Regions from separate parts of the Mus musculus genome. Here all the other regions are linked to region 1. Evidence: chromatin contacts called from public promoter capture Hi-C data. All regions are on one chromosome and are shown on one strand. Each heading gives the region's core, a stretch centred on a gene start, on an enhancer-like site or on the middle of the called end of the contact. The rest is flanking DNA. Distances are from core to core; before and after follow the strand shown. Region 1 holds the start of Setd2 (SET domain containing 2). Region 2 holds the start of Ifrd2 (interferon-related developmental regulator 2). Region 3 holds the start of Rbm6 (RNA binding motif protein 6). Region 4 holds the start of Nicn1 (nicolin 1). Region 5 holds the start of Ccdc71 (coiled-coil domain containing 71). Region 6 holds the start of Lamb2 (laminin, beta 2). Region 7 holds the start of Qars (glutaminyl-tRNA synthetase).

The links. Promoter capture Hi-C pulls out the DNA fragments that hold promoters and counts their contacts.
Region 2: a contact with region 1 is called in a promoter capture Hi-C map of pre-B cells, with 4 times the contacts expected there. The contact joins the promoter of Ifrd2 here to the promoter of Setd2 in region 1. A contact is called at or near these places in 3 of 39 promoter capture datasets (cranial neural crest, liver and pre-B cells).
Region 3: a contact with region 1 is called in a promoter capture Hi-C map of pre-B cells, with 8 times the contacts expected there. The contact joins the promoter of Rbm6 here to the promoter of Setd2 in region 1. A contact is called at or near these places in 2 of 39 promoter capture datasets (liver and pre-B cells).
Region 4: a promoter capture Hi-C map of liver shows a contact between it and region 1, with 2.2 times the contacts expected there. The contact joins the promoter of Nicn1 here to the promoter of Setd2 in region 1. A contact is called at or near these places in 5 of 39 promoter capture datasets (the C10 cell line, liver, neutrophils and 1 more).
Region 5: a promoter capture Hi-C map of pre-B cells shows a contact between it and region 1, with 3 times the contacts expected there. The contact joins the promoter of Ccdc71 here to the promoter of Setd2 in region 1. A contact is called at or near these places in 3 of 39 promoter capture datasets (liver and pre-B cells) and 1 of 115 datasets of contacts at active chromatin or transcription factors (astrocytes).
Region 6: a contact with region 1 is called in a promoter capture Hi-C map of cranial neural crest. The contact joins the promoter of Lamb2 here to the promoter of Setd2 in region 1. A contact is called at or near these places in 2 of 39 promoter capture datasets (cranial neural crest and pre-B cells).
Region 7: a contact with region 1 is called in a promoter capture Hi-C map of neutrophils, with 3 times the contacts expected there. The contact joins the promoter of Qars here to the promoter of Setd2 in region 1. A contact is called at or near these places in 3 of 39 promoter capture datasets (liver, neutrophils and pre-B cells), 1 of 115 datasets of contacts at active chromatin or transcription factors (large pre-B cells) and 1 of 9 other capture datasets (liver).

Annotation. Positions count from the first base shown.
Region 1 is chr9:110,530,817-110,534,235 of GRCm38.p6, reverse strand. It overlaps Setd2 (SET domain containing 2), which reads right to left and starts at 1,639. Exons shown (of 21, transcript NM_001081340.2): 1 at 1,484-1,639. The coding sequence starts at 1,557.
Region 2 is chr9:107,585,992-107,589,410 of GRCm38.p6, reverse strand. Ifrd2 (interferon-related developmental regulator 2) reads right to left here and starts at 1,693. Exons shown (of 12, transcript NM_025903.2): 1 at 1,465-1,693. The coding sequence starts at 1,522. It overlaps Hyal3 (hyaluronoglucosaminidase 3), which reads right to left. Exons shown (of 4, transcript NM_178020.3): 3 at 2,940-3,029; 4 at 2,052-2,836. The coding sequence ends at 2,585.
Region 3 is chr9:107,871,168-107,874,586 of GRCm38.p6, reverse strand. It overlaps Rbm6 (RNA binding motif protein 6), which reads left to right and starts at 1,768. Exons shown (of 21, transcript NM_011251.3): 1 at 1,768-1,938.
Region 4 is chr9:108,288,553-108,291,971 of GRCm38.p6, reverse strand. It overlaps Nicn1 (nicolin 1), which reads right to left and starts at 1,529. Exons shown (of 6, transcript NM_025449.4): 1 at 1,310-1,529. The coding sequence starts at 1,441.
Region 5 is chr9:108,458,720-108,462,138 of GRCm38.p6, reverse strand. Ccdc71 (coiled-coil domain containing 71) reads right to left here and starts at 1,586. Exons shown (of 2, transcript NM_133744.5): 1 at 1,522-1,586. Gm51295 (predicted gene, 51295) reads right to left here and starts at 3,045; the gene lies at 2,979-3,045. It also overlaps a transcript of Klhdc8b not described here.
Region 6 is chr9:108,477,961-108,481,379 of GRCm38.p6, reverse strand. Lamb2 (laminin, beta 2) reads right to left here and starts at 1,518. Exons shown (of 33, transcript NM_008483.3): 1 at 1,406-1,518; 2 at 1,237-1,322; 3 at 930-1,102; 4 at 707-842; 5 at 551-624; 6 at 1-146. The coding sequence starts at 1,321.
Region 7 is chr9:108,506,128-108,509,546 of GRCm38.p6, reverse strand. Qars (glutaminyl-tRNA synthetase) reads right to left here and starts at 1,542. Exons shown (of 24, transcript NM_133794.2): 1 at 1,348-1,542; 2 at 1,017-1,164; 3 at 561-670; 4 at 323-398; 5 at 42-106. The coding sequence starts at 1,464.

The DNA.
Region 1 (3,419 bases), core at 390-2,889:
CACTCCAACAAAATAACTTTTGTGTTACAACACTAAAGAACTATTAAGTAAGATCCAAATGTTTCTGAGCCAAGGTGAAAAACTTTGGCAAAGGTTCCCCCAAAAATGTGTAATGTGGTAATTTAGTGAAAAGTTTTGTTTTTCACTAGACATCCCTTCAAACCTTAACTTGGGAATGAATTTTGTTGCTATGTGCAGACATCAATACAAGCAAATTGAGGTAAAACAATGGTTTTTCTTAGTTGTCAGCACCTGCAATCCCAGCACTGAAGAAGCTGAAGAGGAAGGATCCCAGGTTCGAGGCCAGCCACAGTAAATTCAAGAGCAGCCTAGGCAACAAGGTGAAACCATTTATCTAAAAACAACAAAATGATCTTGTGAGGGCTTAGGGAAGCTTCGCACGGACTCCTGACTCTGAAGTGGAAGCTTGCTTTTTTACTTATGTTGTTGTTTTGAGGAAGCCTGCCTGCAATCCTAATTCAGTTGGTATCTCAGGTGTACACCACCATCTGACACCCAACAGAAATATAAAAATGCCCTAGGTGTACTGAAAAGAAACTATACGACAAAACTGTATTTCGCTTTACAAGTACACTATCTTCTTTAGAGAAGACTATACAAAGGGTCTCTTAACTAAATCTTCACACGCAGTAAAGCCATCCTTGTAGATAAGATTCTAGATTCTATTACCTAAGAAATAGGACGCCAAAGTGTTCAAGCATCATAATCAAGAAATGTTTGCCAGGTTTTCACTTTCAGGTTAAAAAACAAAACTGCTGTCACCTCAACAACGGGACCAGACAAACCTTGCCACCATTACAAAACCCAAGCGCCAAAGGTGCAGAATATGAAGCTCATCGCTCTACTGGGCCAGAATTGAGTGTCCAAGGAGGAGGGAAAACAAAAAACAAAAATAATATCAAAACCGGGAATGCAACGCGGGTCTCCTCCGCGGATCGAAGCGGGGAGACGCGCGGTAGGCCCTTCCGGTCCGAGTTGCCGTCACCGATAGGCCGGGCGATGGGCCGAGCTTCCACCCGAGCCCGAGGATTCTCGGCCTACACGAGCCGGCGCCCTGACGCCGGCGTCGGCCTTTGCGGCGCCTCGGACTATGCACCGTGGTTTGCAACAGAAGCCCGGGACGCCACCGAGTGTCCTGGAGGAGCTGCGCGGAACGCCGAACCTAAGCAGGCCGACCGAGGACGCGGCAACGGCAGAGGAGGCCGTGGCCGCCCCTCCCCCACCGGGCCGCCCGCCCCAACCGCCGCGGCGACGCGAGCAGCCTTCTCCGCGCCAGGCCCAACCGCCGGGCCAGCCGAGGCCAAGCGAGGCGGCCTCCAGGAGCTCCGCCCGGCCTGCCCTCCACCACGACCGCGAGAAGCCGCCCGGGGCCCGTTACTCCGCGCGCCGCCACCGGTCAGGACGCGCCGCCCTCGGGCTGGAGCGACCAACGACAGCGGGAGACCGCGGAGCAGAGACTTACTCAGGGGTCGGGTGCTCGGGATCGTAGAAATCCCCCATCTTCGGTGGCGGCTGCTGCGACGGCAGCGGCTTCATGAGGAGCGGCTGGAGGCGGCGACGCTAGCCCCCTCCCCGCGGCAGGCCGATGCGGGGGAGGGGACCGGAGGGGAGGCGGCCGCTGGTCCGATCGCGGCGGCGGCAGGGGCGGCCGGCGTCGCTGGCTGGCTGGCTGGCCCGCCCGCCCGCTCTCTCGCTCTCTCGCTCGCTCCCTCCCTCCCTCCCTCCCTCCAGCAACCGCCCGCCCGCCGCTCTCACCCTCACACACTCACTCCCGAAGCGACGCGCACCCCGCCCGCCCTGCAGCCTTGCAGGCCCAGCCCCTTAAAGAGACACGCACAGGGCAGCCCACCGGCCGCCAGTCGGCGCGCCAGCACCACCGACCCTGGCAGGGGCGGGGTACAACCCGCCGGCCAGGCCAGGCCTAGCCTGCGGCCTCCCGGAACAATAAGTCCCGGGGCCGAGTGTTGGAGGCGGGTCCCGGAGCTGGAGGGGAGCCACCGCTGCCCCTCCCTGGACAGCGTCCGTCCCGGGAACAGCCCAAGGCCGTCAGGACACCCGCCTTCATCCTTCGAAGCCCTGGGAGAGCCTGGCCTCCGGGCACTGAGGTAGCGCAGCTGCCGCCCTCGCCCGCTTGCTCCTTTATTCGGTCTCTCTCGCCCCTTCAACTGGCTCTCGGCCGCGCACCGAAAACCAAGCTAAGCAGGGGCTGCTTCTCAGCCTGGGCTTCTCGGACACGCCCTCCGCCCGCCAGCCTCCCGCAGCCCCCACCACCGTGTTCCCACCGAAACCACCTCACCGCGGTATTCTGCCCTCGCCCTAAAAGTCAGAGAGGCTATGTTTGTTAGACCTGGGGGGGGGGGGTGGTCCTGAGGAAAAGGTTATTAATTAGTCTTACTAAAAAAAAAAAAAAAAGTTAGATTAAACTAGAAACTTTTTATTTCTGGATTAGCAGGATTTCGTGAAACTATTAGCTAATTTACACCTCGCTGAATTTATAGCAGTTGCTTATCATGAAAGTGGCAGATTAGATAGTTGAGATCTTTTGTGGAATTTTCTTTGATTAGCCACTAATTTTTTAATTGGAATCACCAATAAATTGAAATGTGATCTAACAGAATCCTTCACTAGCTAACTTGGCCGTATTGTTTAGACAAACATCTTCTGTAGTTAAGACTTACCCTGAACACTTGAATGCTTCATCCTGCCTACAACCTCTTGGGTGCTGGGATTCTAGGTTTTTTGTTTTGTTTTTCAAGACAGGGTTTTTCCTGTGGCCTAGAACTCAAATCCATCTGCCTCTGCCTCCCATGTGCTGGGGTTAAAGGCGTGTGCCACCACTGCCCAGCCTAAAATGTATTTTTAAAATTGTTTTTATAGGAATGGTATGTGTTGAGCCACACACATGCGCACGTGGAGATCAGAGGATAACAGTGAGTCCATTTTTGTCTCCCATGTGGGTCCTGTAACTTACATCATAAGGCTAGGCAGAAAGTGCCTTTACTCACTGAGCCATCTACCATGCATTTACATTTTTTTTCACTTGTATGTAGGCTAGCAGAATTTTTTTATCATTTTGTTTAGAGGTTAATCTGGATTTTTTTTTTCCTGGTAACTTTTACTCATATCATGGAAGTTCAAGGTCCACCAAAAACAAAACAAAACCCGCTCTAGGTTTCAGTCTCCCACGACCATTTTGTTTTGCATTCATTGGTGAGCTTTCCTTTGTGGCTGAAACTTGCTATGTGCTATACTGACCTCAAACTCAAAATCCTTACCCCAGCTTCCCTGATGCCTGGATTACAGGTGCCAGACACCACAACCTGCTGAAGATGAAAGTTTTGTTGTGAACAGATTCTCTCACTGCTGTGAGGATAAAAGGAGGGACTTGTGAAACCCCG
Region 2 (3,419 bases), core at 444-2,943, 2.9 Mb after region 1:
TCAAAAGTAGATAATGTAAAGGTTAGGGCTCAGGTTATAGAACTAGGCAGACTCAGGGGTTTAAACCGAGCCTAGGTCTTATGTTCTCCATTGGGCTATACCATTAGTGCCCCCTGCCCCTCATTAGGGCAGAGGTAAAATTTGACCAGTTGCCCAGCCTCTACGGTGTGGACAACAAAGTACGCCCCTCGGTCTAGCAGGTAAAGACATGTAACTGGCAATAGCTCTGCTCCAGGCCACGGCACTCACTAGGCTACCAACTCTGGGAGCAGCAGAGGCCCAGGTCCCTGTGGGTGTGCTGGGCACTCTGTGTTTCAAATATATTGTTTTCTGAGCTTCCTTTGGTCCACTCAGGGCCACCAACTTTAGGTATAGACACGATGGTGCCTCTGAGCCTTGGAAGACCAGAAGAAGCTCTTGACCGGGTGTCTGAAAAAGTAAACATAGGGACTCTCAAAGTGTCAGTAGGGCAGGAACAGAGAGACGGCCTGTGAGCTCTCTCCAGGGCTGAAGACTGGCCTTAAATAGGGCAGCTACTATGGTAGGCACCCTGGACAGGTTCTGACCCAGTAGGAGTCCTTACACCTTAGGGACCACTAACATTACTTGCTTGTAAAAAAACGTTCAGCCCACACGTTGATTTCTGTTCACCTCTTCTCTTACTATCCTACTTGTCAAAACTGCCCGGACGGTCTCATCTGCCGCACTGTATTGTGGTCCCTTTGGCTGCTGGGCCCTTGCGCCAGATTCTTTACCGTCTCAGAAGCTCCCCTCACAGGGCCTGCCATAATTCTAAGACCACTCTCGGTAAGTATATGCTTTCAGTACTAGTTCTTGTGGAACTGTCACCACCCTATTAAATGCCCCGAGACCCAAGCCACATTAAAGTGGCTGTCAGGTCAAAAATATGCTGGGCAGGCACTCTTTTTCAGCAGTTGTTTGTTTAATGCAACAGGTCATGCTTCTGGTTGAGTCTGATAAGAAGTCTCCAGGCTGCTTCGGTCTCTCTGGATGTCCTCCCGGTCTCTAGTCCAATTGACAGGGCCCCAATTCTCTACCTTTCCAATCACACTTCCCCGTTTTACAGAACAGACAAGGTCTCTCTGCTAATTTCCTTGTGCAGCCTACCAAATGCACTACTAGTATTTGGCAAAAGGGTTGGCTTCACGCTCTTTCTGGTGTGGTTTTCTACCCCAGTAGCGATGGGAAAACCTAGGTCCTTAATGCTGGTCAAGTCATCGTTGCGGCGCGGGATTTCGAAAAACAGCTGGCAATGTGCTCAAGTGAGGCGCACACGTGGCCAATGCCAGCTGGGGCACGTGCGAGCCTTAGCAGAGTTCTGGGAGGTCACGCTGGGCTGATCTGGGAAGATTCATCAACTCAGGTCCCTCAATGACATCGAAGGGGAATCACGGAACACCCCCGCTCACTACTGAACAAGTCTACTGGAGCCCCCGGACTCACCTCCTCCACGGCGCTGACCGCCCTTGCGGAGCGCATTGCCCTTCCGAGCACGAGGCATTCCTGGAACCGAGAATTGGGAACACGGGAATGGGGCGCGGGGTCAGGGACCCGGAGGGCGGGGACTCCAAACCAGCGAAACGCTGGCCCGTGTGCTGAGCTGAGACTGGCGAGGACGACAGGAGCCACACGCCGCGCGCGCCACCATCTTCGTGAGGCGCCCCGCCCTGTCAAATGGGTCGCTGGGAAGGTGAGTTCCCGGCCACCAAGTTCAGATCCACATACACGCGGCCGAAACTACTATCCCCAGGCATCAGCGTACACAGATTAGCACCGCCCAAGTTGTGCGCAGTGCACGACGGGAGTAGTAGTCCATTCCGGAGACACATAAGCCGACGCCGCTCTAGCTAAACTATGTACCCACAATGCCCTGCGTACCCACTTCGCCCCTCCTTCCCCTACCCCCGCCCGCGCGGTTCATAGTTAACTCAGTAGTTTCCTTTCTCACTAGAAGCGTCTGCAGGGCCTGATAACGAAGCACCTGCTTGGAGGCGCCAGGTTTGGCCCTAGATAGAATGGTGAGGACAAACTTCAAGTAATGAAAGAGTGACTTTATGGATAAAAATACAGATAATAGCTTAGCGTTTAACAGACCTTAGCTTAATTTTTTTTGGGGGGGATGTGTGTTGGGAGGCATGTAGGGGTTGTCTGAACCTAGATTTTACTTCTCTATAGATACGCTGGGGTATAGGAACAAAGTCCTAGGCTAGTCACCTTAAATGCCTGGAACTGACCCGGAAGCTTCTTTTTTTTTTTTTTTTTTTTTTCTGAGACAGGGTTTCTCTGTATAGCCCTGGCTGTCCTGGAACTCACTTTGTAGATCAGGCTGGCCTCGAACTCAGAAATCGGCCTGCCTCTGCCTCCCGAGTGCTGGGATTAAAGGCGTGCGCCACCATGCCCGGCTCCTCAGGAATTTCTATGGAAGTTGTATTGGTGGAAGTGGGATATGTACTTGGGAAAGTCCCATAAGCTAAACAAAGCATAAAGGGGAATTCCTCTAGGACTGGGAAAATGACAGCAGGGTCAAGTAGCAAAGGCAGGGACTCCTGACTCTATGTTGGGCTCAGGGTTTAGGCTCCAGGCAGGTAGGGCCAGCCCAACCCGAATAACAATGGCATCTGAAGGAATTCCAAGCTCCAAGACTGTCATCTGGCTGCAGATGTAGAAAGGCTTCCATTTGTCCTGGGTCTTTCCGGGCACATCGACCATGGCCATGACATCGCTGGTGACTGCAAGCCATGGCAGCCTTGGTCACATTGATCACATAGGGGCCTAAAGTGCCCACTAAGTAGTCATGGAGACGCCAGCACTTTTCCTACACAGAGAAAAGATAGGTCAAAGCTCCTTTTCTATGACTTGGCATGGCTTCTCCCCTATCTTGGGGCTCCAGCATGTGCACGATGAGGGGCAACGCTCACCTCAGAGCTAGAGAAGCTCAGGTCCCCCCAGAGTACCACTCCAGCTGTTCCCAGTGCGGCACTCACTCCAATAGTCTGCATCAGGTCGTCCTGCAGGCAGAGAACTGTTAAGCCCAAGCTTGACTGGCCAGATCCATCAGGGCCCAACTTTACCACGACACCATTTGGTTTACTGCTATGATTCTGCCTCTAGAGTAGAGCGCTTTTAACAGAGCCTCTAAGTAATTTCTTAGAACTTCCATTCAGAGAATAACAGTCCTTAGACCAGGGACCACTGATATCTCCCAGTACATCACCATACCTCCCTAGTCCAGGACAGGGTCTTTTTGTTGTTTTGACTTTCAAGACAGGGTTTCTCTGAGTAGCCCTGGCTGTCCTGGAACTTGCTCTGTAGACCAGAATGGCCTCAAACTCACAGAGATCCACCTGCTTCTGCCTCCCCAGTACTGGGATTAAAGGTGTGCATTACCACTGCCTGGA
Region 3 (3,419 bases), core at 519-3,018, 2.7 Mb after region 1:
GCAAGATGTAGTCACATTCTTCACAAAGATACCACAAAAACAGTCTCTAGGCCACATACTGAAATTCTCCACTGAAACTTCTTGGGCCAGGTCTGCATCATTCAAATCACTCTCAGTAACAAAGTCTTCCATATTCCTACTGGATAGCCCATTAAGCCCCATTTAAAGCATTCCACTGCTTTCCAAATCTAAAGTCCCCAAACCCACATTCTTCCAAACAAAATCATGGTCAGGTCTGTCACTGCAATACCCCAGTCTCTGGTACCAACTTCTGTCTTAGGTTTTTACTGTTGTGAACAGACACCATGACCAAAGCAAGTCTTAGAAATTACAACATTTAATTGGGGCTGGTTTACAGGTTTAGAGGTTCAGTTCATTATCCTCAAGGCAGGAACATGGCATCCAGGAAGACATGACTTAGGAGGAGCTGAGAGTTCTACATCTTTACCTGAAAGCTGCTAGCAGAATACTGACTTCCAGGCAGCTAGGATAAGAATCTTATTGCCTACACCCACAGTGACACACCTACTCCAACAGGGTCACAACTTCTAATAGTGCCACTCCCTGAGCTGAGCATATGCAAACCATCACACAGGGGTTCCTTTTTGTAGCCCAGACTGTACTAGAACTCACTCTGTAGAACAGGCTTGCCTTGAACTCAAAGGTACATCTGTTTCTGCCTCTGGAGTGGAGGGATTAAAGTATTGCACCATCACTTCCTGTCTCCATGCCCAGCTTTTTCCAGTGGGCATTTATGGCAGCAGCATTTATTGATATTTTATTTGTCACATATGTACAGTCCCCTCAGAGGCTAGAAAAGAGCATTGGATCTCTTTGAACTGAAGGAACAGAGGATTGTGAACCGCCACGTAGTTTTTGGGAATTGAACCTCTGGAGAGCAACCAGTGTTTTTAACTGATGAACTGTTTCTCCAAGTGTCTTTCTTTGACCTTGAAGAATCGAATTAGGCTACAATATCATATATCGCCAGGGCATACACACAAGGCACCAGGTGGCTGGGATAAGCAAACCCCTCACAATATAGACAATCTACCTGAGAACTTGGGAGTCAGGTAGATCATTAGCTGGAAGATTCTGGAAGAGGTTGCGTATCAACAGTTACTTTGCTTTCTTTCCGTTAGAATTACGATGTGCAGTTTTTGTGGCGAGTCACGCGTGTCTACATTTATTGCCTAGAGCTAGCGGGACCTGTAGAAACAAGTTTTATTATTTTTTTTTAATGGGTTGAGCTACTGAACCTTTTTACACGGATGATTTCCGCCTGGAGTGTTTGACCAGAAGTCTGTCGGAAGGTAAAAAAGGACGAGTCTTTGGGTCCTAATACTTCAACTCAAGCAGTACTTTTGCATTTATTCTCTGGACTTAGGTAGAAGGGGTCTTATTTATGTAGCCGAAAAGCCAGCAGCCCTTTGCCGTAACGGAATAAGACCGGAAAGATCTCCTCCCATTTTCTGCACCCGAACTGACAATCTCTCTCTTTCCCAAGGGGCAAGGCAGGACCGTCCCCCAGCACCTGGCAGGGTGTGTCACTAGGCTGTCTAAGCCACCCGGACCCCTTGCACACTTGCGAGGAAAACACCAGAGAAGCAGTGACAGCACTGAAGCCAAACCATAACTCCCGGCAGGCCCTGCGGAGAAGCGTGCCTTCTAATTGGGCAGTGGCTAACAGCGTGCCTTTCCATTGGGCAGCAGCTCCACCAGCCGTCAAAGCCGCTGCGCGCAGGGCACGGCGGGAGAGGAGGCCGCGGGATTTGCGGCCGTACTTCATCTCCCGGCGGGCCCAGCGCTGAAGGCGGTGGCGCGACGCCTTTGTGGAAGCCGGAGCCCACCGGGAGGAAGTTCCGGTCTCCGGGACGCTGGGTCCGTGGCGGCCTCTGAGGAGGAGGAGAAGCGGGCCGCGGCGGCTACGCTGCTTTGGTAAGGGCCCAGGCTAGGAGAGAGGGCGTGCCCGAGCTTCTGGGACGGGGTCAGCGGGCCTGGCGGCTCTGGAAATCGCGGGCCCGCGCGGCCTAGCAGCCGTGGCTTCGAAGACACGGGGCGGCCGCGGCCTCGCTCGCTTGCGAAAACAGTCGTGTGTCGCGGGAGGCGCCGCTCGCGGCAGGAACGCCCCGGAACGGTCGCGGGCCCGGGGCGGGGCCCGAGGCGGCTGTAGAATTACCGGTCCCAGCGCGGAGCGGCCAGCTGTGGGGCGAGGGACCCGCGCGTGGCAGCGGTTCTGGCGCTCAGCTCTGTGGTGCTGCAGGAGAGATTTCTTTCTCTTTCCCCTTGTGTTTGTGATCTTGTCCTGAGAGACATCACTAGATACGGAACTCTTGTGCCCTGCAAGTAACCTTGGCCGCCCACCCAGACACCCAACCAGGAAGGTGCGAGAGTTCAGAACCTGGCCCACGGGCCCGTAGAACCGGGAGGTGGGCGAGGGTGACTGGTGGGTTCTGTACCGGTTGGGCGAATGTAGGAGGAGAGTGATGTTCCCACATATTCGTGCTTTAGATTCCTTTTGGCGTTGTTAATAATGTGCTTTTCTTTTAACTTTATAATTGACGTTGAGCTAATGAATTCAAGTGTGGGGTTGCGTTTCTTAATTAAAAACAAAAGGCCTTATTTGTAGAGCACATATACTTGAGGTAGTTTGTATATTTTCTCCTCCCCCTCACCCCCACCCTAGGCATTCTTATTAATTTCAGACTAATTGGATATAAGTTAAGGAGTAGGTTTTTTTTTTTTTCTTTTTTATCCGCTTGATCACCCAGGTCATTTTCTGAACTCTGGATTGTGCCTTAGGATTGTTAGTTTTCAACTTCCTGTTGACTAAATATGTCACAGTTAACATTACTAAGCTTGTGAGAATCAAAGGGGAAAGTGTCAACAGCTAATGACAATGTGGAAAGTAACTTAGCACTAAAATACTAACTTGAGGAAACATAGTGGTTGAATCTACTGCCAGGCTTAGTGGAGTTTAATCCTGAAGTTTAGGAGGATGAGGCAGGAGGATGTCAGGTTTGAAGCGCCCTAAGCTGCATTGAGACCCTAAAAACTTTGAGTCTGAATTTTATTTAGCTCCTTAACTAGTAGTACACTTATATAAATGCTTATCTGCTTATAAAATCTATAGGATTATCTATAGTGTATGTGGTCTATAAGGCAGGTTAGGTAGGACTCAGTTCTCAACCAGCAGAACACCCTTGCTGCTCATTGAATCCAGGGCGCAAGTTATCTACCACTAGGACCAGCCTTCTTTACAGAATTTTCTTATCAGGCTTGAGTTTATTCTTACCTGCAGGTTTTTGTGGCTCTTCACAAGAATTTCTGGTGTGAGAATTATTATTGTCGTCTCCACCTTCCACCCCCCTCACCCCCCACAACATAGGGTCTTTCATAGCCAGGCTGGATTTGAATTA
Region 4 (3,419 bases), core at 280-2,779, 2.2 Mb after region 1:
ATGGTGGCTCACAACCATCTGTAATGAGATCTGACGCCCTCTTCTGGTGTGTCTGAAGACAGCTACCATGTACTTACATATAACAATAAATAAATCTTTAAAAAAAAAAAAAAGAATAATAGTAGGGCCGGGCAGTGGTGGCCCACGCCTTTAATCCCAGCACTTGGGAGGCAAAGGCAGGCAGATTTCTGAGTTTGAGGCCAGCCTGGTCTACAGAGTGAGTTCCAGGACAGCCAGGGCTACACAGAGAAACCCTGTCTCGAAAAACAAAAAGCAACAGCAAAAAAGAAGAATAGTAGGATCCTGCACTGGAGGGGTTTGGGGAGCCTAGAGTACCAACTGCCATAGCAGTAGTTTCCATCTCGATGCACACCAGCATCACCTATGGAACTTAAACAAAACAAAACAAAACACACAAAAGCACAGATATCAGGACTAGAGAGATGGCTCAGCAATGAAGAGTACTTGGTGCTCTTGCAGAGGACCAGGTTTGGTTCCCAGCACCTACACGGCACCTCACAGCTGTTCATAACTCCAGTTCCAGAGGATTCAGAACCTTTTTCTGGCCTCTACTAGTACCAGCCATGCACAAGGTATATATGCAGACATGCAAAAACAACACTCATAGATTTAAAATAAAGCTTTTTTAAAATAAAAATATTAAATAAGTAAATAAAAATATAGATGTCAAAGATCCACCTCAAACACACTGACTCAGATTTTCCAGGGTCGGATCAATTAACTAGGTTTCCCCAGATTGTTGGGAAGCAACATCTTGCGAGAGAATGACATATTGTAATACAAAGCACATAGAGCCAAGAGGGTGGGTAAGGGAAGGATGCTATGCCATTAGAGGTAGCCTTTGTCCTGTGTTGAGGTCATGCAACGCCCTGTCACTGTCAGTTGAAATGGAAGAACAACTAGGGATTGGAAACAAGTCACCAGGAGGACCTAGATGAAGGCTAGGTTGCACCTGACCTGTGGCAGGGGCCACTGGAATGGTACGTTTGCATCATTGTTTGACGATTGCAGCTACGGCCGAAATCAAATATCCTCTCACTTGTACTGAGATTCAAATTGTAGTTCCAGTGATATCCTGGGCACTGGGAAGAGATGCTGAAGAGGATAGGACGGGAAACTCTAGTCTATTTAATAAAGCTTATTAATAAAGACTGTAAATGCTTCTGAATAGGCCCAATTCGCAAAAGCAAGAGACACTGTAGAAGCTGTGTAAATGCCTAGGAAACGCCCAAGTTACTAGGTATTCCCCGCCCAGAAGCCTTGATCGCTTATATGGGGGGTTGCTCACCTCGAAAGGCGCGATGTTGGGAAAAGTGACATCGACGACCAGCACGCCAGGCCGACCTTGAGAGGTCCTCATGTCGCCCACTTGCAGGGCTACAGTGCTTTTCACATGACAGGGCACCAACACACGGGACATGATTTGGGAGATTACAACCAAGCAAAATCACCGCTCACAGTCTCCATCCAACCACTAGCTCTTATTGGCGTCCCTTATCAACCAAAAGAACTACAACTCCCAGGCCACATAACGTTTGTAACAGTTCAGCCAATCACCGATGATCAGGGCGGGTCAAGAGTCGGAAATGTCAACGGAAGTTCTTCTTCAACCAATCATCCTCGCGTCTGTAAGTCCCTCCCGGGCTGCTCCGGGCAACCGTCGAGCCGTTCTTTATCCAAAGGATCCAGAATGCTTTGGGCTGTCTTATCCCTCACTTAAATTCTGCTACTTTATTAGGTTAAGATGTATAAAACAATCAGGCGTTTAGTGTCACTCGCTTTCAATCCCGGCACTTGGGAGGCAAAGGCAGGCAGGTCTCCGAGTTCGAAGCCAGTCTGGTCTACAGAGAGTTCCAGGACAGCCAAGGATGTTACACAAAGGAATTATTTCTCCATAGCATCCACAAGATCCATCTGGGTACAACCCGAGGTATATGGCAACTTAAGGGATATGGCACCTTTTCCTGACCTCGGAACTATGGTATTTTTAAAACTACAAACCAGATCAGGTATATTGGTGCAAGCCTTTAATCCCAACATTGAGGAGGCAGAGTCAGAAGCAGGTGAATCACTGAGAGTTTAAAACCAATCTGATTTACAAAGAGAGTTCCAAGCCAGTCCTGTCTCAAAAACAAACAAACAAACAAACAAAGTGGGGTCACAAGGTATTGATTCACTCCTGTAATCCCACCAAAATTGTAAAATTTAGTTAAGAAATAAAATGCCAGGCATTGGTGACACTTTAGTTAACCCAGCACTTGGAAGGTAGAAGCAGAATCGGTAAGATCAGAGGTTCAAGGCTAATCTCATGAATGTAGTAGGTTTCAGGTTAGCTTGGGCTATGTGAGGCCCTAGCTAAAAAAAAAAAAAAAAAAAAAAAAAAAAAAAAGCAAAACAGTCAATAAATTGATTGACCGGAGAAGAGGCAAATACTTGGTTTGGGATTTGTTTATTTTTTGAGACAAGATCTCACTACAGATGTAGATGAAGCAAACCTCAAATTCAGAGAGATCCATCTGCCTCCATAATTCTGGGATTAAAGGTATGTGTTATCATGCCAACCTACCAAGTTTTCCTTTTACATTTTATATTGAGGCATTTGGGAACATTAAAGAATCTGAGGTGTATGGTCAGGAATTTCAGTCCATGCAGCAGGAGAGATGGCTTAGCAGTTAAAAGCCCCTGCTACTTTTCCAGAGAATGAAGTTTAGTTCCCAAAACTCCCATCAGGCTCCAATGAATGCCTGTAACTTAAATGCTCTCTTCTGGCCTCTAGGGAAATTTGAACTTATGTGTACATACCCCTACACAGCCCCTTGTGCATTGCGTACACATAGCTTAAAATTAAACCTAGCAGTGGTGGTACACACTTTAATCCCAGCACTCAGGAGGCCGAGGTAGGTAGATCTCTCTGAGTTTTGAGGTCAGCCTGGTCTACAGAGCAAGTTTCAGGACAGCCAAGACTACACAGAGGCACCCTCTCTTTGTGTATGTGTGGTGGGAAGAGGGATTCCTGGGAAATGATCCAGTGAGTAAGAGCACTTGCTATGCAAGCTTGAGGACCTGAGTTCGAGTCCCCCAAACCTCTGTTAAAAATAAAAGAAAGCTGGGCACTACTGTGCATGTCTGTAACCCTAGCATTTGGCAGGATGGAGAAGAGGATTCTGGGAGCTCAATGGCCAGCCAGCCTAGCCAAATAGGGAGATTCTGGTTCAATGAGAGACTGTGAAAGGAATAAGGCAGACAGGCATAGAGGAGGACACCCAGATCCTTCCCTGACCTCCAAATGTTGGAGCACAGGCATGCGTACCCACACATACACACACATTGTACCAAACACAACATATATCCATAATGCACAAAGAAATGTTTAGCTAAGATTTAAGCAATATTTTTTA
Region 5 (3,419 bases), core at 337-2,836, 2.1 Mb after region 1:
GGTGCTCTCCAAGCCAGCTTCTAATAGGTTAGGGAAGGACTCCTGGAAGCAGTAACATCTACCTATCTGTCTGCGTGCCAACCAAAAAAGGAGCAGGTACAAATGGAGCAAAAAGGGTAGCAACTCCTGCAGAGGCTATCAAGTAAAGAAGAGTACGGACCATATGGATGAAGGCCAGGCTGTAGCTGAGGAAGACAGACTAAGGCCTTTGAACATAGGCCCAAAGACCCAGACTTACACCACCTGATGTCCACCCCACCACTGTTCATCCAACTGCCAACGTTCCAGTGCAGGGGGTGGCTCATCTCCTTACCAGAGTCTATAGACAGGATACTCAGTGACCTGATTCCTAGCTCTAGTCTTGGAGTTCAAACCCAATATAAGACACAGACCCGCCCAAAAAAAAAAGACAGTTGCAAACATCTCTAAGGCAAGCAAGAGACCAGGCAACGAGACCAAGGAGTTCAAGGTTTGACGACAAAGGACAGGGAAAGATTCCAACTAGGAAGGTAGGCCAAGCCGTAGCGCTTAAAAGGCAACAGACCTTAGATGTTAGTGGTCCCAACAGATGCAGCTGTCTGGGACCACTCAAATCGTCCTATGCTTCCTTAAGGAAGCCATGGCTGTCACTCAGAAGTTACACCCAGCACTCCAACGCAGCATCTGAGGGCTTCCCGAGTCAAAAGGTAAATTCCCCAGCTGCACCGGAGCGTTAAAAGATCAGCTGGGATGAGACAGGTCCCTGGAGTCTAGGAGCCCGTCTGTGCCGCCGCTCTGCACAGCTCTAATGAAGCAGACACACAGTCCTCAGACTCCCCGGAGAAAGTGCCCTGGGGCTCTTTGTTTGGAAACATTCTTGGATCCTCAGGTGTCTGAGGCACTTCCCCTCCCCAGAGGATGCTCTTCAAGTACAATCCAAGTTAATGCTTTCATTTATTTATTTATTTATTTATTTATGTTTTGAATGGGTGGGCTATGAACTGTAGGACAGAGGGGGACGACCTACCTCCCACCCCAAACCTCCGGCGCTCATATTACGGGGCGGGGACCAAGGGGCTCTTTGCCTAGGTCATTCTGAGCCCATGGGAGGGAGGGTGCTTCTTGGCTCTCAAGAAGCTTTGTAAACAGAGGCTGCAGCCAGGCTGACTTTTGCCTTCACACATTCCTTTGGGGCCAGCACAGGAAGTTGACAGAAGACTGGGGGCGGGCATACTAATCGGGCGGACTGGGATCAGGGGCAGATCGGGGCCCTCAGGCGGGGAGACCGAGGCCCCGGGGCCTGAACGGCGACGGGGAGTCGGGGTTACGGCGGCGGCGAAATGTGTAAGGTGGGCAGTGGTCGCCCGACAGGATCCTCAGAACCCCCAGGGTGGGGTCCTGGGTAGGGGTGGGGTGTCTCGGCCAAGCCCTGGGAAAATGAGGATCCCGGAAGGGCCGGCCACCCAGTCCCTTCGCCCTGCCGCCCTGTGGCCTCATGGGCAGCCACTCCGCACCACCGCTAGGCCCGCGGCTCCAACCTACCGGCGCCGCCGCGGGGACCCAGGACGCACCTCTGCGCCGCCTCCGCCGCTCCAACATGGCCGCCTGCTGCGCGCCGGAAGTACACCGTGCTTCCGCTTCCGGGATCTAGCCCGCCTGGTGACCCTTGACCCCTAGAACTCTCCCCTCCCCCCCCAAGTCTGGGGGCGGAGCAGGTTGAGTACTTCGGAGGGCTGCCTGGAGGGGGTGGCCTCGGAGGTGACAAGTCCAAACCTATCTGATCCAGTATGGGAGCCTGTGCACATAGAAGGCAAAAGTCACAGGATCCCAGTCAGGATTGGACTAAGGACCACTTTTCTAAAATGTCCTGGTAATATAGGAGTCAAAGTGACTCCTGGCAAGCTCTATGCTATTCTACACCCCAGGACCTTACTCTTTCTCTGGCACCTGATCAGAAGAGAGTGTGCCTGACAGGGATTATCTCAGGAAAGTCCCCTTGTTTCACCACACAAGTACTTCCTGAAAGAGTAGCAGGCGCTCCTCTCCTGAGAATGGGCTTAACCCTGGCACACTGCATGAAAAGCTGGTATATACATGTAGGCACAAGTAATACACAGCAGCCTGGGGCTGTAGATGGCCAGTCTGTAAGTCACAGTACATCAATGTGGGCCTGAATATACTTGCTCAGGTATGTATACACAGTGGAGTGCCAAGATCTGGCTCAGCCAAAGCACCTCGAATGGCACAAAGTAACACTTTTCAGTCGTTACAGTGCCCAGAATCCGTTGGCTCTGTTGGCAAAGAGATTGCAAACTCAGTCCTACCTATGTCCTGTAGACAACACAAGATGGTTAGTTACAGAGCCCTCTCCTCAGCAGTATTTGAGGACACAGGTTAAAACTAACTCTAGGAATCTGAGACCTCAGATGAACAGTCAGCATATTTTCCAAACCTTGTCCTTTTTGGAGACAGTGTATCCCTACATAGCCCTGGATTCCTGGGATCAAAGGTGGCATGTGCTGCCATGCCTGGCTTCACAGCTTTAAGGAAAGGACCCCCTTGTCAGATGCTTCCTAGTCCAGTTTAGGAGGCATCAGGAAAGCTTTGGTTTCATGGATGAGGGAGTGAAGGCATCTGGACCTGTCTAAGAGTTTGGGGTAGGTAGACAAGGGTGTTTGAAGTGCTTCATGTGGGAGCTGGATACTAGCCTTCTTCCTCTTTTGTACGACTGAAAGATCCTTAGCTGTTCTGTGTTTCCCAGCCTATGTAGAGGGATCTGTCATCTTTAAAGATAAGTATCAACCACCCATCAATACCCAAGGCCTCACTTGATGCCTGTTTACTTCTCAGAGCTTTGGCACCGACAGGAGACTCCTGACAGTTTCTGGGTAGCCAAGTACCCAAGAGGAACCACAAAATCTGCGGGCAGTCTGGGGTCAGTACCTCCAGTCATTTCTCTTGGTAGAGAAAAAGGGCCTTATGGACCTACACCAGGATGAGCCATAACTATGCAAACAGAAGCCACTTCTGCCAAGAGGCAGAGCTTGGTGCCTTCCAGGCATAGTAGCAGGCCAGATGTGCTCTAGCAGGCCAAATGTGCCCTAGAAGGAGATTCCTCTCTTGCATTATCAAACCCAGAGGTCAGAGCAAAATGGAGGACAAGAAGGCTGGGTCCATTCTCTCTCTGTTCCTTCTCTCTATGGCTACTGAGGGAACGGTGAAAGTGAGGGAACCTAGCTATCAAAGGGGGATACACCTTGGTGTTACAACTGATGTGGGACTCTCATCAGAGCACAGCTGTCACTTGACCTGGTTCTTGACAGCTGCTGGCTCTACATCGGCGTAACCTGAGGCAGCGAGGTTGAGGTGGGAAGACACCTGAGGCATTTCCATGGTCCATCCCTTGCTCTCTACTTGACATCTTCCATGGTCATTGGTGA
Region 6 (3,419 bases), core at 269-2,768, 2.1 Mb after region 1:
CACACTACATCATCCCAGCGACGTGGCGGGGCCAGTGGGATTCCCGGGAAGTCAGCCCCGCAGTCATAGGAAAAATATCGGTACACGTGCCAGGTGCGGCCAAAGTCTGCAGAACGCTCCACCAGCATAGCAGCAGGCCGGAACGTCTGGATGGGGAAGGAGGACATGTCTGACTAGCAGGAACCAGGACTTCAGTCCAGCCTAGGTTACGGAGAGCTCTGCTTAGTCATGATCACTGCTGAGCATCTCAGACACATGGGAAAGACTAGGAAAGCCAGACCATGATCAGACCAGGGAGGACAGCCACCTCTGACAGGCAGGTTAAAATACCACGAGACCCAGAGAGACTGTATCTGACTTAGCCTAGGAATGGGGCACAAGAGAGCATGTGCAGAGGTGTTCAACTATGGAAGCCATGCAGGACGTGACCATGCTTCACACATAGAGCACAACACAGGAGCTCAGGGAAGCTTCGTTGTAGAGCTAGGACTCTGTTAGGGGGTACTGAGAAGCAAAGCAAAATCAGGCGGGTTCGCTGACGCGCAGGCACCTTGAACGTCATAATGAGGTGGGTGAAATGAAACTCAGCTTCCAGGTCCAGTTGGATGGTGACCATTGGAACCCCTGCAGCAGGAATAGGGGGTCAAGGTTCTGCGGTTACTGGTTACAAGCCCTAGTCATCCTGATGACCTACTCAGGGGCTCACCGTTCTCCGATTGCCACCAGGCTGTCCGGCGTTGTGGCGCAAAGCTGGTGACTACATTCTGGATCCGATGACTATTTGGGTTGTCTCGAGCAGAGAAGGGACGTCGGGAGTCACACAGGAAACACTTCTTTTCGTCCTGGATTGGGTGGAGTGTAGGATAGGTACCTTAGCTGGGGCCGACCCCACCCTGACCCAGCCCTCTCCTCTGGGGCCCCAGAAGCACCTGCAGGTGACTGACAATACAGTAGGGTTGAGGGCTATGCAAGCCACACGTGGATGAGGCCGTCAGTCTGTCCGCACGGCCCACCAACAGGTCACCGGTGGCTGGATAGCAGCTTCCTCGAGAACAGCCAGGTACATCCAAGGACGGGGCCTGGGCCAATGTGGCAGCCAGCACTGAGGACAGTGGGTCAATCAGCTCAGCAGGACTCCTGGTGACTAGCCCCATCCCTTGGGCCCCTGGGAACAGCCTGCCACCCCTGGACCTACCATCACATCCCACAACCTTAGGCCTCACCAGGCCCCCTCACCACTTAGAAGTAGGCCCAAGCGAAGTTCCCATGGCAAAGGCTGTCCCTGCCTGCCCCTCCCTGGTTCTCCTGAGGCCCACTCCATCCTGAAGAAAAGTAAAATAGAGATAAAGAGAGATAAAGAGTCCACAGACGAAAGCCCACCACCTCCCTTGGGGCTGATGCTGACCCGACCGTGTGGGTACTGGGCTGGTGTCCCTCCAGGCCCTCAATCTGTCCAGGGTCGGACCTAGCAGTCACTCCTCCACAATCTGAGAGACTCTGACGACTTTGAGTAAAGTTGGAAAGCAAGGGAAGGAAGTAAAACACGGAGTGGATCTAAAATAGGATTATAACTGAGGATAGCACCCCACCCCCTACCATACCCCTGCCCGCTGCAGACAACCCTCATCCTAAGAACCAGACTTTGGTTACTTCATCCACTTTCTTTTTAAGCTGAAGTTTATTTAGCAGATGTGTACTTAGCAAAGAAGCAGCTTAGTTCGAGGAACTAAAAGGGAGCATCCAAAAAGAAATTAGAGTAGGCTGCTCAAAGACAGAGCATCCTGGTCCACATATCTTCATCGGATCCCTTAAGTCCCGATGTGAACCAGGGGTTGCTGGCAAGCATGGCATTCAGGGGACAGGAAGAGGGCTCGTGGAGTTGGCGGGTGGCAGAGGTAAATCGAGAGGTTTGTGATCTTTGTGTATCAGGAAGGCAGATGGAAGGAGCTTATGGCCTTTGTCCTGGTGTCACTATGGAAACCACAAATCAGCCGCGGGGCTCCCAGGGTTACAGCATCAGTCGGGAGATGGATGGGAAAGGTGCAAGCTAGAATTCTATTGTACCTGTGGAAAGGTTTAGGACGCCCCAAAGGATAGACTAGGACTGAGCTCTCGGAGATACTGGAAAGGCCACGCACTACTGCCTGAAACAGAACTCCGAGGAACTCGACCGTCCATAAGCACTCCAGCAAATGGGTTGCGAGAAAGGTTGCCTGTTTCCTGATTAAAATGGGCTGTGGCTACTCAGTTACCCAGAGGATGGGTTCTGGGTGACAGACTCTGGACCACCAGCAACAAGTGAATCCGAATCTTGTGACTATTTATCCACGCCGGACTTTCCAGTCGCCTGGCAGCCCGGGAGCGGAGGGTTGGAATGCGCGCACCCACTAGGCGCGCGCCCCACCCAGACCCCTGGGACTTCAGGCGGGAAGAGGGTGGGTTCAGGTCCGTACGGCTTGCTTTGAGTGCCACCGCTATGAACAGACTGCTGGAGATCAAGCAAAGATTACTGGAAGCTGCAGGCGCCTGTGGGAAAGCTGAAAGTTCAGAGGAAACTTTCCGCCTCACAAAGGAGGATGGGGGCGGGGCAGTCAATCCGCTGATTTTCCCTGTCACTAGAGTAGACTCTCCTGTCACCTAGAGGAGTCCTGTGAGCAATCTAGGGAAGCTCTGGTATGCTAGAGGTGATAGGTCAGAATTTTAGATCACTCGATAAAGGGGCAGGATGGGGCTAAGGGCATTAGAGGGAGTTACATGATAGTTCTAGTCTCAAGGTTAGACGGCCAATGAGGGACATCATAGAGTCATATTTATTTATTTATTTATTTAGAGACAGGGTTATTTATTTATTTATTTATTTATTTATTTCGAGACAGGGTTTCTTTGTATAGCCCTGGCTGTCCTGGAACTCACTTTGTAGACCAGGCTGGCCTTGAACTCAGAAATCTGCCTGCCTCTGCCTCCCCAGTGTTGGGATTAAAGGCGTGCGCCACCATGCCCAGCTGTCCGTTTTGTTTTTTATTTCTGAGACAGAATCTCCTGTTTCTAGGGCTAACCTTGAACTCACCCCTCCTGGTTCTTCTTTAGTAAGAGATGTGTGTGCCCCGACATGTGCATGATATTCAGGGGATGAAGGCTTGGGATTCATGGATGCCAGGCACACTGTAGCACTTGAGCTGCGTGCCCAGGCAACTGTGAAACACTCGCCAGCTTACTAGCGTTCCCCTGGAAAGTCTGTTCAGCCCTGTGAGTACGCCTCAATAGCATCAAGACCACCCACCTCTGCCTTCCACTCTGAACAGACATACATACACAAGTCAACATGTAGCCACAAAGACACACTGGATGATCCGAATGGCTATTTGCAGGGCAGCCATATCCCAGAGCCTTAGTGCATAAAACAATGTTTTCCAGACCTG
Region 7 (3,419 bases), core at 293-2,792, 2.0 Mb after region 1:
TTCCCTTTATCTCCGGAGCATCTTCTTAGGGAGGTGCCCACCTGCATATCCACCTCGTTCTTGATCATTTTGCCGTCTGCCCATCTGAGCGCAGCCCGAGCCTCTCCTAAGAGGATAAACATAAGAAGCTGCAAGGAGGAAAAGGGAGGATTTCTTCCCCTCCTCAAAGAAGGCCCAGCTGACTCAGGACCAGGACCCTGTCAGAACACTAGCACCCTGTCCCTGCTCACACTCCCATCGCCCTTCCCATGAATGCCCAAAATGAAAGGAACAATCAGAATGATGCACTTCCAAGTAACTCCCTGCCCCAGATCCAACTCACCCATTAGCAGCCCCATGTTGAAACGGTACCGTTCCGCTAGGAGCTGCAACTGATGCTTATTTATGGTGGACTCCACCTGCAGAAAGCCAAGCCATATGGTTCATGAACACCTCTTCAGAAGCAGTCAGGAGACCAACAGCCACTCTCACTGTGGGTCTGTGGAGAAAAGCTACACCACTCCTTTGCAGGGGCAGAAGAACTAGGAGGAGATATCTGATGCCTGGAGGAGAGGACTTACAGCTTCCTCAATCTGCTCCGGTGTCACCACCACACCGACGCCACACTCCTGCTCGAAGTCCTTGGTATCAATGGGATCCTGGGGATGACTCCGAACATATTCAAGAGCAGCTGAAAACGGAGGGGCAATTAACTAGACAAGTCAGCTCCAAGAAGTGGGTAGATAGGGCCTTAGTACAGTGAAGAGGTAACTATTTCGGTTACTTAGATGCCTAAGAGGTTAGGCCCTGGCACCACTGAAGAGAAGCACTGAGACCAGAGAAAAGAGAAGCCATGTGTTCTGAAGCAGGCTTCTCATTGTGGTAACTCTGCAATCCACACCAGAGGTCTCTACCTCCATGCCTCAGTGCCTGTCCAGAACCTGCTGTCCAAAAAGCAACACTTGACAGAAAAAGCAAACTCGAGTCTTTGCTAAAGAAGAGATTGAAGGTGGACTAGTAAAACAGACGGGACTCACCGCTCAGCTGGAGTCCCGTGTGAATCTTCTTATTGGCTATATAGCTCACAAGGAAAGAACGACGCCGAGTATCCCTGAGTCGGGAGACCAAGTCATATAGGAGGACCCCAGTAGCCTTGTCGATGGTAGAACCCAGAATCTGGTGTGCCTGGAGTCAGGGGGCCGGGGGAAAAAAGATCCATTCCCAGTGAGTTAGGATGAATCACTTTAAAGTGTCTTCCTCTTCCCACAAGGCAAGAGCAGGACACCCGGAGCAAATCAAGATCTGGACCCAGTCCCACGTTGCTCTGGAGCACAGCAAGCAGCTAAGGCCAGGGAACAGGGCTCGCACCTGGGTCGCCGCCTCGCGCAGCTGAGTGCTCAGAGCCTCGTTCTTGAGCGTCTCGCGGGCCTTGTTCTCGCTAAGGCCAAGGCCGGTGAACAGCGCTAGCGAATCTGGAGTAGCCATAGCAGGCACACCGGAAACCAAAAGAAACTTTGGGCCTCATCTGAACAGCGACCTTTGCTCATTGACCAATAGGAGTACGAAGCCTTGAAGAGAACCAATGGTGGCCTTCCTCGGTGAAAGGGGCGGGGCCAGCCAGGTAGTCAACGCCATTTATGAGTCAGAGAGCGAGCGGACTGGCTTTTCCAGGCAGTTAGCTTCCGCCTTCCCGGTTCTAGGCAGTTGACAGGGTTGGGTCCGTGCGACTTTAAAAAAATTGCCATGGGCGTGGAAAGGGAAAGTGTTTAGCAACAAAGCTGCAGGTAGACTCAGGCGTGGCCTCTCCCCCCTCAGCCCAAGGAACCCGACACTATCCTCTTGTCGGAGAGCAAAAGTTCCGGCCGCGTTTTTCAACGTCACAGCTTTGGGGTTGTCATGGCAACATAAATGAATTCCCTGAATTTCCTGGTCCACATCACTGCAGAAAATATATAGAATGACCTACCTAGGGACCACATAAACCTGGTACTTTTTAAGTGCGTACTGGGACACAGCAAGGAGAAGCGAAAGAAAGGCCAGAAGGGACTTCATAGGAAGGTCTATGATTTCTTTAAAATCTTATGCAAACAAGGTGCATCAACATGCCACAGGAAGCACTGATTGGACCAACTGGGTACCCAAGACAAACCTGTTGAGGTTTCTTGGGCGAGTAAGAGGCAGGTGTTCTGGAGTGGGAGAGACTTGGTATACTCCTTTAATTCCAGAGACAGAAACAGGGGAATTCTCTGCAAGTTCAAGGCCATCTGGGTCACATAGTGAGACTATGTCTCGAAAAATAAGAAAACAAAAAGATGCATTGTTCACATATATGAAATTGTCAAGGAGTAGATAAAAAATATCCTGGGAGCTTGGAGAGATGGCTCAGCATTTAAGAAGAGCACTCCGGCAGGGCGGTGATGGCTCACTCCTTTAATCCCAGCACTCAGGAGGCAGAGGCCTGAGTTCGAGGCCAGCCTGGACTAAAAAGTGAGTTCCAGGACAGCCAGGGCTATACAGAGAAACCGTGTCTCAAAAAAACAAAGAAGAGCACTCGTAGGCGGATCTCTGAGTTTCAGGTCAGCCTGGTCTACAGAGTGAGTTCCAGGACAGCCAGGACTACACAGAGAAACCCTGTCTTGTAACAACCAAAATAAATAAATAAAGAAGAAGAAGAGCACTGCCTATTCTTCCAGAGAACCTGGGTTCAATTCCTAGCACCCACAAAGTGGTTAAAATATATGTATTGTCTGTTGCAGGGGATCCAGTGCCCTCCTCAGGTCTCCACAAACAGGGTTCTAGGTCCTTAGATCACACATAGTGGCAGGAGAGAACTGACTCAGAATATTGCACACACACACAGTTTTATATTTCTAAATTGAATTAATAGCACTTTGTGGTCTTGGAAAACATCAGGGTTTAGTTCCCAGCATCCACATGATGGCTCTCAACAAACTCTAACTCCAGTTCCAGGAGATCTAATGCCCTCTTTTGGCCCCCTGTGGCACCATACATGTGATTGATACTCATATAAATACAAATACCCATACAATAAGATAATATGGCATGCGTGTTGGCATAGGCCTTTAATCCCTGTGCTCAGGCTAAGGTAGTCAACCTCTGTGAGTTCATGGGCAGCCTGCTCCCCCTAATAAGAACTGTAAAGTCTAGTGCCACTCTTAGCCATTTCAGAGCTGCCAAATATCACACACACAGGCAAACAACCCACAAGCAAATCCCTCCATGGGACTTCTAAGGTAGGGACAGTGTGAAACAGAGGGTAATCCTGATAATAGCTGTAGTGCGCCGGGCAGTGGTGGCACACAACTTTAATCCCAGCGCTTGAGAGGCAGAGGCAGGTGGATCTCTGTGAGTTTGAGGCCAGCCAGGGCTACACAGAGAAATCCTGTCTCAAAAAATAAAAAATAAAAATAGGGCCGGGC